2 separate regions of the Danio rerio genome follow, and region 1 is linked to region 2. The links are chromatin contacts, called in public HiCAR-type maps. All regions are on one chromosome and are shown on one strand. Each heading gives the region's core, a stretch centred on a gene start, on an enhancer-like site or on the middle of the called end of the contact. The rest is flanking DNA. Distances are from core to core; before and after follow the strand shown. Region 1 has its middle 110 kb from the start of hoxb1a. Region 2 overlaps hoxb3a (homeobox B3a).

Region 1 (2,700 bases), core at 200-2,699, 170 kb before region 2:
GTGTAAAGCCCAGAGCGAGGGCCACGGGCAGGTCAGTGATGGCGGGACGCGGGTGAAAGCAAGTTCACATTAGCATACGCGCAGGCGGGGCTGCTAGCAGCTCCAGGCCCGGCTTCACAACCACAATGGCGTCTCCATCTGTTCCTGTCGCCCGTTACAAATCTGCTGTCACCCGGCTGGCTGGAGCCGACAGGGCCTTGCCATTAGCAGGATAAAGCACGGCTGATAAAGACGCCCGCCATTCTTCCTCGTGGTACAGGAGCGGGTACGGACACAAACAAACCGCTGCAGTCACTCAAAGCCATCCGAATACACAACACTCGTACGCCACACACACAGACACACACGTATGCACCTCCAGCTGTGACGAGCACTAAAATAAACACACGCACATCGATAAGTGTGATAAATACCTGATTAGCTGGGAGGGGGATTGGTGAACAGCCGTTGAACCCGTGAACTTCGTTTACCCTCGATTTAGACATCGTTTTTGCCCTCTCTTCAAAGCACGTCAACCGATCCGCTCTCTTTTCCCAAACAAAGCCAAGACCAGTAATTTCCTTTATTTGGATGATTGGTTTTTCTGTCTGTCTTTCCTTTTTCGTGCATTACTCCATCAGGTTGAATGGATTGCATGTGTTTAAGTAGCGACCTTTCAGCTTGTTTTGACCTTGCAACACAATTGGGAAAATAGGCATTTCTCAAGTCGGACTTTGTAAAAGATCGAGATGAAGTGGTTTACATGTGGTTTGTTTGGTAGAATGTTGAGCATTTCATTTTAAGGTGTGTCTCACACTCCAGTCATGACTGTTGGAGAACCTGTGAACTGAACTTGAACCGACCCGATATTCATTTGGTCATCATCGCCAGGGTCAACAGGTCGTGTGCAGTTTCCAATCAATTTAACTTCCCAATTTGAATGTTTTTGTTGTGCAAGATCAATGAGAAAGAGTTAACCTTGCAACTCAACATTTCTATAATGCGTCAGATTTCTTGATACCTGCGACAGAATTTATCGGAGATGGAAATTTGCAATGTTGGGAATCATATTCATGCGAATATCTGGCCTTGTTGCCGTCCGTAATGAGATACCTTGGGTTGGGCTTCAAACATGGATCAGTCATTTGGTGAACAACAGATGAACTCTGAACTCTGTTTGCCCTTTGCAAAAGGGTGTGTGTGTGTGTCTTATGAGGGCTAGTGGGCGTCCTAATGATGCCATCTTTCCTGCATCTTTTTCATGAGTCAGATTGAATTTGCTTGGAGGGGGGAAATGAGAGAGCGAATGAAGGAGTGGAAGAGAGAAAGCGAGGAAAGGCGGGACTGAAAACGCCACTCGGATCATCCGTTAGGTGGCAGCAGTGTTTGGATAGTTTGGATGTATGTGAATGTGTGCACGTGTGCCTGTACGTGTGCTTTGTGTTCGTAACAGACCTTCGCAACAGACGTCACCGTCAAATTCAGCCGAGGATTTGATTGGACCGTTCAGTGGCTCACGTTGGGTGTGTGGTAGGTGGATCCAGGCCTGCTTGCTTTGTGTACCTGCTCTCTCTCTCTAGTAGGCACACATACAAACAATCCTCCTTTAGCTCACCTTCCCTCAACACACACACACAGAACGCTTTCAAACAGGCCGCATAAACCATTCAAACATTGGGCTACAAAAGCAGCTTTGTGTGGGCCGGTCCTGCTCAAACATAGCTTAGAGGTGCAGTACCACAGGTTTGGCACTTGGCAATTTTATGTTTTTCGGTAGACCACTTCCATACTGGCCTGTAAGGAAAACCAGAGTAAGCCATCATTCAGTGTATTTTTAACATGTAAAAAAAAGTCAAACTCTGCCCTTATATGCTTATTTCTACCCTCAAAATAGATTAAATATTAAGAAATTAGTTTCGTTCTTTTAAGTGAAAGAGATAAATGTTTGCCACCAGCTTTGTAGACCACTTCCTTGCTGGATTTTAAGCCATTAAACCATAGTAAGCCAAAATTATATGCACTTTTTTACTTTTTAAAATAAATAGTCAAATATTTTTATCTTTTATCTTCACTTCTAAGTTATACCGATGTTTTTTAAATATTTTGAGAAATTTTTAGCTTTAAAATGCTGTTCTGATGTTGATCTTTTTCAATATATTGTGAGACTACTAGACCACTGTAGTAAGCCTCTGTATATTTTTAACATTAAAAATAAATATGGAAAAGAATATTACAATCTGCACAGCTAGAGTATGTGTGCTCCAAACATTTATGAAAAATCATTATATTTATTCAAGTATTTAATAAGATTGATGGGGATTTTTGCTGAAAACAGTGGTTTGGCATGTTCATGTTTTTTTAGTCAACCACCTATTTTGTAGAACATTTCCTTACTGCAAGGAAAAACCATAATAAGCCCTCATTCTGTGGCCTTTTTTTAAACATAAAAACATACATGTATAATATATTTATAGTACTCTTAGGTTTGCTATGAAATATAGTTTTTTAAAGTGACTATTTAAAGTAGTTTAAAAAGATTTTTATATTGCAATCAGCTGTTTGACAAGGTTTATTTATTTATGTCTTATTTTATTTTTTAAGTTGACTTCTGGTTTAGTTGACTACTGTAAACTTTTTGTTTTTATTAGTATATTTAGAAAAGCAAAAGCAAAAATCAGCAAACATAAAGTACTTGTACATGTTGTCTAATATAAATAAAAT
Region 2 (2,700 bases), core at 125-2,624:
CAACACATTTTAATTATAATATATTATATATATAATTATAACAATTTTAGTAACTCATCCCTAATAACTGATTTATTTGATCTTTGCCATAATGACAGTAAATAATATTTGACAATATATTTTTCAATACACTTCTATACTGCTTAAAGGTACATTTAAAGGCTTAACTAGGTTAGGTTAGCTTGGCAGGTTAATATAATTAGGCAAGTCATTGCATATCGATGGTTTGTTCTGTAGACTATCAAAAAATTGTTTAAAGTGGCTAATAATTTTGTCCTTAAAATGATATTTAAAAATTAAAAACTGCTTTTATTCTAGCCGAAATAAAACAAATAAAACTTTTTCCAGAAAAAAAATATATATATTATCAGACAATCTGTAAAAATGTCCTTGCTCTGTTAAACATAATTTGGGAAATATTTAAAAAGAAAGTGAAAAAAATTAAAGGGGGGCTAATAATTCTGACTTCAACTGTATGTATATATATTTGTGTGTGTGTGTGTGTGTTTGTGTGTGTGTGTGTGTGTGTGTGTGTGTGTGTGTGTGTGTGTGTGTGTGTGTGTGTGTGTATATATATATATATATATATATATATATATATATATATATATATATATATATATATATATATATATATATATATATTTATGAATATATATATATATGAATATATGACAAAGTTTTCTTATTCTCACCTTGCTATGGATTTCAATTTCTTTATTTTCTTTGTTTTTATTTATTTATGCGGTTGCAGTTGTATATTTTTGCAGCTGCATTGGCTATTTTGTTGAGACAAATGTATAGGTTTACACAATCCTAGACCAACAACACAGAGATAGTAATAAAGTAGCATACAAAATAAACAATTAAATAGTGTAGCATTTCTGTAGAAAACAGCACAATAAAATTAATAAAAGCAACAGACTTTAGTTTTACCAGGTAACTGTCATGATAGCTGCCATGATTTTACTATGACTTACAACGACCGGAATCACATTTCTATAGAACACTGATCAAACGTTTGGTTATATTTGCCTTTCACTTGCTTTATATGTAACATTCATAGCCCGCCTCACAAAAGTATAAGCAGTAAATGCAATAAAACGCAGAATTAAACGAACTATTTTTAAACCAACAGTGCAACACCAGGCCTTTTCGCAGATGCCCTCCTGAATCAATAGTTTTTTTTTCTCCACTACACACCCTTTCAGCAACGTGCTTTGTTGCAAAGTCAGTACTGCTCTTTCTGTCATTTTTCTAATCTTTTCAAAAGAGACAGTTTAAAACCTTCACTCCGCCTCTCTCTCTTTCTCCCACTTTGCCATTGACATCCAGCGATTGGTCAAGCGCAGCGAGTCGACAGCCAACGACCGAGTCACGCACTACGTAAACTTTTGACCCCTAAACCTTTTAACCCCGCCAAATCTCGCGCCACTTCTAACGAGACTACGGCTCACCTCCACGCTACTCTGGATTAAACTAGGGACACAGAGAGGGGAAACGAGCCTCTATTTTACCTAAGCCATATCTTGATGCTGTCTTATTGCCTACAAATGCATTGAACTATGTTATCTCATTATGTAATGTCCACAGGCACATTTTGTATCCTTTGAGGGTGGTTTACATCACAGGGGACAGTACTACAACGTATATATGGTGGAATTTAGGATAGTATTGTGTTCTCAATTAAAATAACATATTCTAGAGCTAATTCTTTTGTGCAAACACGGCGTCCAGCAAAAACTAAGCAACCTCAATCATCATGATCTTGGTCTAAAGCGGGCTCTGCTGGCGACTGAGGAGAGTTACATCTGAGGGGGGAAAACGTCAAACGAAGTAGGGAGGAGAAAACAGCCTGAATGTATTTGTATTTAGGACAAACTGCTAATAGAATTACTTGAAAGAAAAAAAACGTCTGATAGATTAATTTTGACAACAATAAATACAATTATATATAAATCATCTGACAATGTGTATAGCAAAATTATGCCTTAAATTTTAATGCAAAATGTTAATTGTGATTCCCAATCGCTAACACAGAAGTATTTCACTGTTGCTCTTAATCCTGTTTTATGATTGTAATAACTTTGTTGTTAAGTTATTGCAAATGTAAATTTGCATGTCTTAAAGTTTCGACAAAAATATGTTTTCTCATTGTAACGGCTGGCGTAAATTAATAAACACTGTACGTTATCAATGTTTTCTAATTAAGCAGTTATTTATATTCATAAAAATATTTGCAGTTTTCACTTGAAATTAGCTTAGCTTACTTTTCTATTTTCTATTTAAGTAAGTTAAACCAGGCTATATGAATAATCCGATCGTGGTTTAGGCATGATGTGCGGGCGATGCGAATTTAACTCTTGGTTGTTTTAACTGCCAGCCTTTTCACCCTTACACATAAATGTAGGATGTTTTGTTTGTTGCTTTGGTTTTGGTAATTATAGATAGAATTTATGTTGTAGCTAAAAAGAAAATAATGCTCTATAACATTCTCAGTCAGAAAACCTTTTTAGGACAAACATCGCATAATTTTGCTTTATGGACTAGTTGTATTGTTTCGCGCTTGCGCCTTCGCAGCAGCTCCCGTCTGCTGACCCTTGGATGATCCTGTCCCTATGCATTATGGATGAGATATGCTCGCAGATTGCTCCTATCAATATGCAAAAAGCATTAGTCTCAAAATTGCTATTTAAACGT

What was found. HiCAR-type assays count read pairs that join an accessible place to other places.
Region 1: a HiCAR-type map of caudal fin shows a contact between it and region 2, with 6 times the contacts expected there. The contact joins two enhancer-like sites. A contact is called at or near these places in 2 of 18 Hi-C or Micro-C datasets (caudal fin and an unstated tissue) and 1 of 4 datasets of contacts at active chromatin or transcription factors (caudal fin).

The regions. Positions count from the first base shown.
Region 1 is chr3:22,618,565-22,621,264 of GRCz12tu, reverse strand. No RefSeq gene overlaps it. Among named protein-coding and RNA genes, the nearest start is that of hoxb1a, 110 kb to the right of the region's middle. Within about 2 kb of position 1,449, at least 6 of the 62 cell types and tissues checked have an H3K27ac peak or open chromatin away from gene starts, as enhancers often do.
Region 2 is chr3:22,453,090-22,455,789 of GRCz12tu, reverse strand. The region is part of intron 1 of hoxb3a (homeobox B3a); the gene reads right to left. Among named protein-coding and RNA genes, the nearest start is that of mir10c, 6.1 kb to the left of the region's middle. Within about 2 kb of position 1,374, at least 21 of the 62 cell types and tissues checked have an H3K27ac peak or open chromatin away from gene starts, as enhancers often do.